Regions from separate parts of the Danio rerio genome. Here region 2 is linked to region 1. The links are chromatin contacts, called in public Hi-C maps. All regions are on one chromosome and are shown on one strand. The core of a region is the stretch at or near the end of the contact, and the rest is flanking DNA. Distances in the headings are between cores, read along the strand shown.

The links. A called contact is a pair of places that touch in the nucleus more often than the background predicts.
Region 2: a Hi-C map of hematopoietic stem cells shows a contact between it and region 1, with 2.9 times the contacts expected there. The contact joins the promoter of si:dkey-253d23.2 here to the promoter of si:dkey-253d23.1 in region 1. A contact is called at or near these places in 3 of 18 Hi-C or Micro-C datasets (caudal fin, hematopoietic stem cells and an unstated tissue) and 3 of 4 datasets of contacts at active chromatin or transcription factors (caudal fin, embryo and gastrula embryo).

What each region holds. Positions count from the first base shown.
Region 1 is chr22:9,467,604-9,474,158 of GRCz12tu, forward strand. It overlaps si:dkey-253d23.1 (a long non-coding RNA gene), which reads right to left and starts at 3,464. Exons shown (of 2, transcript NR_188772.1): 1 at 3,371-3,464; 2 at 1,516-1,995. It also overlaps a transcript of blf not described here.
Region 2 is chr22:9,523,024-9,529,147 of GRCz12tu, forward strand. si:dkey-253d23.2 reads right to left here and starts at 3,800. Exons shown (of 4, transcript XM_073937325.1): 1 at 3,718-3,800. It overlaps si:dkey-253d23.4, which reads left to right. Exons shown (of 5, transcript NM_001423249.2): 5 at 1-35. It also overlaps a transcript of blf not described here.

The sequences.
Region 1 (6,555 bases), core at 2,214-4,713:
TAGTCAAACACACCTAAACAAGCTAATCAGTGTCTTCAAGATCATAGATATATACATTAGATGTCGCCTGGCCTATTGTTGTCTATTGGACGGAATGCGTCAATAGCGCCGCCATCTTGCTACAGGGTAGCGCTCCTTTGAAATGAATGCGGGACCAAGGTACAGTGGAGGACTGTGGCCATCCAAATCCAGAGATATACACATATACACATATATCTATGATCGGGAGTTTTCCTGGATGATAGTATGTAATTTTTTTTTTTCTAATTACGAAAATTATAATTTTACATCACTTTTCTACTCTGATGGGTCAGTGACCGCACGGGCATTCCTGACAATAAGCTTGTGTTTTTGTGTGTACAGAAATGTACTATTCACCCTCCCTGTTAAATTTGATCTAATCATGTCCTGAAACACACCTCCTCTCCTGCTTTCACTTCTCATACTGACGGAGGCAGCGATTCGTTTGTGAATTAATCCCCCGAACGACTCTTTCACTAACGTTAGCCGACAATAATACAAGTTTCTGGCAGCGCAGCATCTCGTTGTCACATTTCTTTTGCATTGTTTGCTGATTTTATTCTACAAAACTAGCATAAGCCAAGTGTTTAGTGCGAGTTGGAGCTGCTTTGCCGTATGGTGAATGCAGTAAGTGACTGTCATCATCAATAACGTTACCTGATTGGCACAAAAGTTCAGAACATACAAAAACAGAAAAAAAAACTTAATATTACCTATGAAATGTTCTGCCTTTGTGCTTTATTTTCTTTGTTTGCTCGTTACTACACCCGGAGACAGCGCTAAAGTACCACATCTTCACGTAATAACACTGTCTTGACTAGTGCGGTTGAATGACATTTGTCCTGGGAGCACTGTACCAATGTGGAGGCGCTATTGACGCTTTCTCAGGGTCCCTATGCGATATCTAGTGTATATATCTATGCTTCCAGATCACTAGAAACCTATAAGCAGGTGTGTTTGATTAGAGTTGGAGCTAAACTGTGTAGGACACCGGCCCTCCAGGACCGAGTTTGCCAATCACTGAGCTAAGGGATACGGTTTCTCTCCAGTGTGGATCATCTCATTAACGTTGACATACTGAATCAACAAATCTCATCTCATTATGAACACTTGTACGCGTTTCCTCCAGTGTGGATCCTCTCATACACTTTCAGATATTCTTGTTACAGTGTGAACACTTGTAAGGTTTTTCTGTGTGATCCATCAGGCGCAGTTTTAAATCAGCATCTCTAACAAACGTCTTTCCACAATGAAAGCGCATGTGATTCTTCACACCTTTCTACAGTTGTGTTTGTTTAAACTACTCGAATGTCTAAAACAATTCCCACACAAAAAACACGTGTAAGGCCTCTCCTTCGTATGAACTCTCAGATGATCCTTCAGGGCATCTAACCTAAAAAAAGCTTTATCGCACTGGTCACAAGGAAACAGCCGTACTCTAGAATGGGTAAGCAGATGTCGTCTAACAGTGTGTGGCTTTCTGAAACTCTTCCCGCATTGATCACATTGGTGCGGCTTTTCTCCAGTGTGAATTGTCAAGTGATCCTCAAGACTTCGTTTCTGTTTGAAACAAACTCCACATTGATCACACGTGTACGGCCTCTCTCCCGTATGAGCTCTTATGTGATTTTTAAGGGTTCCTTTATGTGTGAAACTTTTCCCGCACTGATCACAGGTGTGCGGTTTCTCTCCGCTGTGGATTTTCATGTGCACTCTAAGAGACGTTTTATATGTGAAACTCCTCCCGCACTGATCACACGTAGGCAGCTTCTCTCCGGTGTGGATTTTCATGTGCTCTTTGAGCTTCTCTTTTCGGGTGAAACTCTTTCCGCACTGATCACAAGTCTGAGGACTCTCCGCTTTTTTTTCCAGTAACTTACTTCTTGTCATTGAGAGGCCCGGAGATATATTTCCCAGCTTGGACATGTTGTTACTCCTCTGCCTCCCTTGGATTTTCAGTCTCTTTCAGTGAGTCTAAAATAAAAGAGTTTTATTTTCAGTAGAATCATAAACCAAGGAGAGAAATGTCACTGTAAGAAGAAGCAAACACTGATGCAAATTAATACTATAAAGGTGTGTTGACGCAGACCCAGCTTAGGTGGATTTAACAATATTTTATTAATTTGAAACAAAAACTGTAACGAAAATACTTAATTTAAGATTATTAAATGAGAATTTTTTTTTCTATGTGAGGCTTTGCAATATGACGATACATAACCTATGGACAAAATAAGTCTATTTTTTCTGATTAAGTTCAATTGTTTATTTCATGGTGCATTGTTCATCATTTGAGGATTACTGCAATCTTACCACCAAAGTGAATAAGAATGCGGTGAGAATGTTGCAAGTCTTAATGTATATTTTAATGAGAAAATATTTGGGTCTAAAATTGTTAGTTGATGTTTTTAAATGCTTTATGTTTCATAAAGAAGTTCTAAATTAAATGATAACATAATTACAAATAAATATTTGGAGTATATATTTTAAAAATGTAAAAATATATATATATATATATTTTAAATGATCATTGAAACAATGAGATACCAGCAAGTGATGTGCACAGCACTGAAAAGAAGCAGGGGAAAAAAGAAGCCATTTGCACAATACAAAACATTTAGTTTTCTCACAGACACTGTGAGCATTTCTTTATCTCTAAACCCTAAATCAAAATTAGCTCAATCGTGATTTTAAAAATTTTAATTTCATTGAACCCAACCAGTAAAATAATATAAAAATCTTTACACTGATAACATTTAATCATATCATATATTAAGACTACACTCAATTCAATTCATGTATTTGAATAGTGTCAATGCAGCCTAACATAGAAGTTCTAGTAGATTGAAACCATGTAAGTCCAGTTGTCAGAGTTAGTTCAGTTCAGTGTGGTTTAAATTTCACTGCTGAAAGTCTAAACACTGAACAGCTACGTAATATTACATATAAACAAGCTTAAATTATTTATTTGAAATTTTTCATAAATGCATTTATTTCCAGTATTTCAAATTGGTCAGTCACTTAAAACATTGTGTAGCTGCAAAAGCTTCCTATTTTTTTATTAAATTCAACCCATTAACTCATCAACAACATTAAATCAAGTTATAAGACATGTAAACAACAATCAAATAGGGTTTTCTGGTTTTAAACAAATATCTAAAATTGATCAAAAATTATTTAGGCTCCAATCTGTAGCCGTTTCATAAAAAGTCAACCGCTTTGTTTGCTAACGTTGTGTTATTAAATCACAGCTCTTTATAATTTGACTGCAACCAATACAACTGACGGCTTTATGTTTTAAAACATTGATGTATTTCAGCATCACAAATGAAGAACAGGAATAAACACTAACCTCTTGTTATTCAGTATCTTCAAGTGTCATTCAGTATGTTTGTGGATAAATTGTTTTTGTGCTGTGATTTCATAAACACCGTCAACTTCTTCTTTTCGTCTTTTGACGGTTGGCAAACCAACTTACCGTGCATATATCGCCACCCACTGAGGAGGACGAATATATGACATGTTAAATCTGTTTTGAACGTCATCTGCAACTATTTTTAACAGTTTGACGAAAATATTGAGTTTTTACTTGAGAATTACTACACTTTGAATGTTGAATTGTTTCAATCCACACACACTATAGACAACCAATGCCGATATACAGGGCATATACATTGTTGATGTATGGCCAGAATCAATTATTTTTTATTATTAGAGTCAGCTACATTAGATTCAGCTACACAAAACAACAACACTAATGCCATTGTATTGTGTTGACTAGAAAGTAACATTAAATAAATAAATAAAACTGCAGTGTACACAACATTTCGAGTAAAGTTTTTCATTGGTATGATTTATGGTTTGTTTACATTTCAAAATATTTCTTATGCACCTATTCAGAACCTATCAACTGATTCCCTCTGATATCAATTTATGCTAGCTAGCTACTAAATTGAAGAAAGAAAAACCATCATCTCCCTTTTAAACAAAACTGAAAGCTTAAAGACATTGGTGAAGTCTTTCCATTTAACTACTCCCTCACCCCCGAAAAAATAAAACTGAAAAATTAGCCATCAGTGTCTTGGGCCATATGCAAATTTATCAGCATGTCTACGGGTAAAATAACTTAATTCTGAGAAAATCATGAAAATTGTAAATAAATATATTGATAGGCGAAAAAAAATCTGTATATATATATATATATATATATATATATATATATATATATATATATATATATATATATATATATATATATATATATATATATCAGCAATACAGTCCCAGTAGTGACATTGTTAAGAGAGGGGTCACACACTGGATGCTGCGCCCAGCGACGATGCAGCACCATGCATGTTAAAATTCTAAAAAATAGTCGCGCACCCCCTTGATAGAAAATGCAAAATGCACACCCCTTTGATTCTAAAACGCATGGCGCTGCGATGCAATATCTCACCCTATTGCACACAGTATGTAATTTAAACATCAAACATTGTGCATTCTTCTTAATGTCAGCAAAACACAGTCATTTCAAGATAACAGTGTTTTGTCATATATAACAACTTACCAGACTGTGAGACTCTAGTGACGTCATCAACGCAAGGTAAAAATATACTTTACAACCAAAATCTCCCAAATATTAATTAGAAAAATATGTACACAACTTATTTTAAACAAAAGATTTATGATAAATACAATGATCAACATCATATTTAAATGAAACAAGTTAAACAACACAAAATCATTATAATGATATAATGAATTAAAATGATATCTGAAAATAAAACTAATGAGACATTGTTCATTTGGAAGGAATCACTCTTAATATGGATTACGTATATGATCGTTATATACCATTGCATCAAAAACTACTCAATGTTAAACTATATTAATATAACTCAATTAATACATTAATGCATACAAAACCAAAAGTGATTACATCGATAAGGTACAAAAATATAAATTTCCAGATATGGTTTCCTACTTTATTTGTGGTGCATGTAAAGCAATATGGCTTTAATGTTCAGTTTTGTGAGGTAATAGCTTTACTTTCACTTTCACTTTCCTACCAGCCTGCTGTTTTTCATTTTTATTTTCGTTGTGTTGTTTACACACAGAAACACACTTTCCACATTCACAGTGAGAATTGTTGAGGCAATTGATGATACAGCACAGCCAAAGTTTTACTTTCACTTTCGCTTTTTAAAAAAAAGCTTCCCTCATACTTTCCAATGTAAATGTATACATTCAATATAACCAGTCTTCATTGTAGAGCTCTTGTGCTCCTACAATCCAATATATGTTGAATCACACTTTAAATGATGGTTCTTTAATTACACATTTATTTTTATGATTGCGCAGATAAGCTAATTTACCAAATCCTCTCCCACACTGAGCACAGTGATATGGCACTTCACCAGTGTGGATCCTCTCATGTATTTTTAAAGACACTAACCACTTAAACACCCTGTCGCAGTGTGAACACTTGTAAGGTTTTTGTCCAGTGTGAGTTCTCTGGTGCAGCTTCAGTTCAGCTTTCGTAACAAAGGTCTTTCCGCAATCAACGCACGTTTGATTCTTCACACCATTGTGTCTTTTCTGGTGTAGTTTTAAAGTGCTCATCTCACTGAAACACTTTCCACATGTAGAACAAACATAAGGCTTCTCTTTTGTATGAACTTTCAGGTGCTTCTTCAGGCTGTCTGCCCTTAAAAAAAGATTTTCCGCACTGATCGCAGTGAAATGGTCTTGAGCGAATAACTTTCTGCAGTAGACACGTGTGTGGTTTTTCTCCAGTGTGGATCCTCTCATGTACTTTCATATGTCTTGGCTGACTGAAGCCTCTGTCGCAGTGTGAACACTTAAAAGGTTTCTCTCCGGTGTGAACTCTCTGCTGCTGTTTCAGTTCGGCGTCTCTAATAAAAGATTTCCCACAATCAAAGCACAAGTAATCCTTCACACCACGGTGTCTTTTCAGGTGCGTACTAAAAGCACCAAACTGACAAAAACTCCGTCCACACAACGAACAAACATAAGGCTTCTCCTTGTTATGAATTTTCAAGTGGGTCCTTAAGGAATCTACACTGGTAAATGCTTTATTACACTGATATTACACAGTTATACGGTCTCGCTCCAGAATGACAAAGGAGGAGTATTTTAAGACTTTTTGCGTATCTGTAACTCTTCCCACATTGATCACATGAATACGGCTTCTCTCCGGAGTGGATCAGCATGTGGCCTCTAAGGCCCAGCCTTTGTGTGAAACTATGCCCGCATTGTTGGCATGTGAACGGTTTCTCTCCATTATGACCTCTCATATAAATTGGAAGACTATGTTTATATTTGAAGGTCTTCGCCGCACAAAGAACAGGTGAGAGTTTTTTTTTTAAGCTCTTTTCAGCGATCGTCTTGTAGAGTTTTTTAAAGATTTGTGTTTCTCATTCTTTCCACGTAATTCACCATCCTCCTTGTTTTCTTCTTTTAGGTCTAAAATGAAATAAAAATGGTAACACTTTAGTTTAATTGCTAAGTCTCACT
Region 2 (6,124 bases), core at 2,550-5,049, 56 kb after region 1:
TTAAGTGTTGCCTCAATAAAAATCGTTTCCTCTGACAAAAATAATTACTTATAGTTTACTCACGCCTTCACTTTCAGCAGCTAAACCATGTCATGTACTAAAGGGGAATGGCAGTATTTGTAGAACCAGGTCTGCCACATTGTAATGCCATTAGTGCAAATAAGCAAATAAAAACCTTTTGCTAAATGCAGTTTTTGAATGCCTTTTTGTTTGACCTAATACAATTATCATTTTAAAAAAGAAAGTAGTTATTAACTGTTTAAATCTCACATTTTAGAACATCTAGGGTTTTATCAAATATTGTGTTTAATCATTATATTAAAAAATTACTTATCAAAGACATAAGCAGGTATGACTTTCTTACCTGACTTTCTTAGATAGGTAAGCTATCTGTCGTTTGCTTAGGATTATTAGGGTAATCTTGCATATATTTAGTAAAGAGCCACATTGGCACCTAGTGTGTATTTTATGGCATTACAAGTTAAAAAAAATTCTCCCTGTCGCAAAAATGGCCCTTGAATTCTCTTATCATACGAGTTTAAAACCCTTTCTGTATTTTACCTTTAAAATTATTTGAATCCAATACTGCCAATTGTGGAGAAAAAATGTAACCTTTAAATAAAAGAAAATAAGGTAAAAATTTGTAAACGCTCACCGTTTAAACCACACTGTAAAAAAAAAAAAAAGTGGCCTCAACTTTAAATTTTACGGCAACAAACTTCAGGAAACAATTAATTAATCATAATTATTGCACAAATAATAGTCTATTTAGAAGCAAACAATCTCCTCCAAATGCTAAATAAATATTTCTGAAATACAATATAATATTTCTATTATTGAAAAATGTCATTCGTTTGATAGCCCACATAAAGTAAAGGAGGTTAAATGCTGCCCTCTACAGTATACACAGTGCAACTGTTACAGTAATAACGGTAATAGATGATGTGATATGAATATGGATTTGTAGATTCCCTACTAAGACATTCGCTACAAAACCAGTAGTGCCTGGAGTGAGTGAAAAAACACATGCAAGAAACTCATTTTCACCTGAATGCCAGTGATATCGCTTCCTCATGTTAACTCTTCTATGTTTCTTTTTATTGTGCTTTATCACCTATTACTTAACAGCATTACAGCAATTTCTCTGAATGCATAAATGGACTTAGATCAGCTTGAGTAGACATTAGGACTTTCAAATACTATTGGGTAGACTAGCATTGTGGTGACTTTTAATTAATTTTGACAGCAATTTATGATTAATTTTTAGTCTCTTTACTAAAATGGCATTTAGTTTTAGTCTGTTGAATTCATTGTAATTATAGTCTAGTTTTAGTCAACTAAATGTAATGTGATTTTAATCGACTAAATCTACTCTCAATTTAGTTGACTGAAATCTAACCAGTTTAGTTAATTTATTAAAGATTAATTATGAATATATCTCAAATTTCTAAGCTCATTATATAGTCCTGAAGAACACACTTGTAAATAAGAAAAAAGTATATTGAGGTTTGAACAATAAAGACCCAGATTTAACAGTTGTGATGTAACATTAGGCCTAAATTATAAGCTAAAAAATAACCTAAAATGCATTCTTCATAAAAATCCAGCTGTATATATCGTTCTTTCGTGTATCTATCGTATATCCAGCTGTATATATCGTTGTATATATATATTCATATATATATATATATATATATATATATATATATATATATATATATATATATATATATATTCATAAGTATATTCATTTGCATAATCTTTAATAGGCACAAAATCGAAAGTGAAAGTAAGAACATGTCTATGGAGGTTTAATTGAAAGTGTATTCAATCTGTGGGCATGTTAATAAAAGCAAATTGTCCTGTGAGGAAGAAGAGCTCTCTCAGTGTGATCATAACTGCTGCCATTTTGGCAAACAACATTTATCCTAAAAATAATTTCAAGTTTGTTTCAGACTTATTTATACCTGCTATTTAAGTGTATTAGGGCCAATAATTGAAGCAGTATGATAAAATGGTACTTTTTAAAATAAGAAGAGTATGCCAAACAGGGAAAAAAAAAAAAAAATATATATATATATATATATATATATATATATATATATATATATATATATATATATATATATATATATATAATGCATATCTTCTCAGAAAATCTCAATTAAAATATTTTTTTAATATTTATTGAGCTCCTTCCATTTATTTATTTATTAATATGTTAAATATTAATTTAAACAAGTTGCTTTGGACCTGTTGTGAGTAGGCGGTTCATTCCGCTGTGGCGACCCCAGATTAATAAAGGGACTAAGCCAAAAAGAAAATGAAATGATGTTGTAAGTACTGTTTGAATACAAAAATGTTGGTTGGTTAAAATGTTTTCAATAACTTAAATTTTACTGCAAAAATTAAAATAATTAAATAGCCTCTATGTGATGCCAAATCACTGATTTTATCACTGAATCATTCATTTAATTTATTCATTTGAACAGCTAATTCATTTAGGTGCAAAACAAGTGACTGTCTTCATGAATGGGTAGTTGAATCACTGACTCACTTGATTTATTCAAAAAACATTAAATGGGGCAGCACGGTGGAGCAGTGTAGTACAATCGTCTCACAGCAAGAAAGTCACTGGATTCGAGCCCTGACTGGGTCAGTTGATATTTTTCAGTTGGGAGTTTGCATGTTCTTCCCGTGTTCATGTAGGTTTGCTCCGGGTGCTCTGGTTCCCCCCACAAGTCCAAAAACACGTGGTAGGTGAATTGGGTGAGCTGAATTGTAAGTGTATGTGTGTGAATGAGTGTGTATGGATGTTTCCCAGTGATGGGTTGCAGCTGGAAGCACATGCTGCCCAGTGCTGCATAAAACACATGCTAAATAAGTTAGTGGTTCATTCCACTGTGGCGACCGCAGATTAACTTAAGGGACTAAGCCAAAAAGAAAATGTCTTAGTATGAATTCACAAATGAAACACTGCCGTGTTGAAGCTGCAGCAGGTCAGTTAGACAAAATAAAGCTAAATCAGGCAACTTTGTTTTAGTCAGACATTGTAAGTCACTTAACAGTTTCTTATTAATTGGATTGATGTGTTTTTAAAGCAATATCACGACTGCAAATCGCTTAATAATTAAAAACTTTTAGTATATACTGATTACCATTTTATCCTATTAAATGGCCGTCTCACCTCAGTCAGAGCTGCCCTGCTAACATCTTCACCAAAGTCTTTTGCCAGCCTTTTAGCGATTAACTCATTTATTTCAACATATTTGGTGGCTTCTGCTTCAAGTGTTTGTCTTTTTTTCTCCCTCAGCTCCTCCTTTACGTTTGGATCAATGACTGTAAAGATGTTGTATATTTTATGTTCACTATCGCAGCATGTCAACAGTTGCGCAGCAACCACTCTTAAACTTGAACTTGATTCTGATTGGTCCATGCTCAGCCAATCGTCACGTGTTTAGCAGTTTTACTAGTCAGTTCGCGTCAGCTTTATGTGGCCAGTCAGAAAGACACATAAACCTAGGATTAATCTATATAATATGTACGTCCGGATATAATTACAAGTTACAGCACGAACTAATTAAAAGACAAAATGCTCACCGGCCTAAAAAGACCGCGGCCCACTGGAAATCTCACAGAAGTCTCTAACATGGTCCCGAAGGCTGGTAACTACATGCCTGCAGCCATACATGTAAATCAAAAATAATTGATGCTTACTTCATTGTAGCCACGTACAGCGGCTGTCATCCTCTCCATCACTGAAAGCTGGTTGCTTATCTGTCTGCTCCACTGCTCCGTTTGTTAGATGATCCCACTCTCTCTTGTTTTCTGAACGCCAGAAACGCCCGATTCGCGCAGCAGCAGGATCTCTAATCGCATCATGGCATTGACTTCACATGTAAATCACACAGTGGCGCCCCCAGAAAATTTTCTTAGGGGTGGCCAGAAGAGGCCGCACCAAATCTTGGGGTGGCACACAAAGAAAAATAATGAATTCAGTGTAATGTTATATTTTTGTTTCTGGTAAATGAAATAATGTAGTTTTATTCATTTAATTAATTCTACTTGAAATATTGCAATTTATTCTTTGAAATAATTCAGCAAGTACATGTGCAAACCAAATAAAAATCTATGTTTAGTTTAAAAACACTTTTCATATACTGTATAAATGACTTCTTTTTTTACGTGCCTTTATTGTACATCATACGAGATATGCCATGTCTAAAATTAATGAAGATTAATGAGTTTATTATTCCCAGTGATGGGTTGCAGCTGGAAGGGCATCCGCTGTGTAAAAATGTGCTAGATAAGTTGGCGGTTCATTCTGCTGTGGTGACCCTGGATTAATAAAGGGACTAAGCCGAAAAGAAAATGAATGAAAGAATAATGAGTTTATTAATTACCCAAACAAATGAACAAACTGAACAAAAGGCATTACTATACACACTCCCTATACCTAATAATATTATTTATCCATATTGCTTTTTGAACCATTTTATTAATGCAGCTTCTTCTATTGATATACTGTAGCTTAAGGTAAATATTAAATAGCCATTGCTGTCTATTGAAGGTGTGTGTGTGCTGTCAAGGACGAACGGGGAGGGTAGTGGCGGTTCTAGTTTAAATGACACCCTTGGCGAACCACCCTATACATCCCCACCTCTCTTGAATTGTTAGATTTGTTATTCAATAAATATAAAAATTTATTTATATTTATTCTAAATAAATACAATTAATATTATTATACAATTATTATTCTAAATAAATAACAGAAATCAGTCCTAAATATTACTGGAAAACAACAACTGGAGTGATATGCCAACATCACTTAAGAAACCTTTTGCATGAAAATTAATTATGACAATTCTAAAGAATACAAAAAATGTATTATAGAATTATCTGTGGTCTTAGACCAGATCATGGCTGAGAAATCATGTTATAAAGTCTTACCTCCCTGACTCATTATCCCTCCTTTCTGCTTTAAAGGCATGCTTAGTGAAATTAACATCATCATCATCATCATCATCATCATCATCATCATATTATATAAACTTTAAACGACTTTCAAAACTCGCTGTGTGCCGACACTTCTGCACAAAAGGCTGTTACTCCGGTTTCACGGCGCATGAGCGGTGCCTATTATGTCGGCGTGCATGCAAACAACCAACCGGGATTCACACAGGAGTGCGTGAGGCGCGCGGGAATGGTTTTCCGCGCGCATGCGTCAGTTTGCTTTCACCAGCATTGAACCAGAGGGGGAGAGCTACGTCAGTAACACCAACAATAATTTAGTGACTGCATTTTATTTATTTATTTATGTATTTATTTATTTATCTAAATATTGGGAATTTATAAGTTCATTTAAATCAATAATGTCAACCGCAAAATTATATTGGGGTGGCCACAGGGGTGGCCAGAGTTTACCGAGGGGTGGCCGTGGCCACCCCTGGCCACCCCTTGGAGGCGCCCCTGAAATCACAAGCACTTGCTTTATCCGCGTCTGCTTATTGCACGGGCTGCAAAAAAACTGCAAAACTGTTTCCACCGTACACTCCCATGTAATATGTTAGGATTATTGTTTGCTTGGTCGTTTGCAGTAATGTCAGGTGACAGGTGAGACGTCATGAGCGCTGCGTACAACGCCAGCCTGGTGAAGGGGTGTTTCTTTTTTTCTTAAAAATTAGACCTATTTGCGGTTATAGGCCTCATTTAGGCTACTATTTAATTATGAGTTTTAAAACTGCATTTTAGTGACATTTTTAGCACTATTTTAGCCTAAATAGATGGATGGTCATCATACGCAAAAAAAAGTACGCATGAAAATTCCTGGATAACATCAATAGCCAACAGTATTCAAATTAATTTTAATATGGACAGCTTATGGTGCTTCACACCTTTTTATTGGTCTTTTTGTTTTAATAAGGTCCAAGATTTAGTATAAAAGTCACTTGTAAAATATTTTCTCCATTTAAAAACAATACAGTAGTGAAAGATGACTCACATAAGTCAGACTGTGTGTTTTCTTGCACAGCTGGATGTTGGACTCATGAAAAATAATTGTTTGCACTGGCCAAAACTGATTAGATGAAGTCAAAACAACACTCAATAGAGGATTCCACTTGGT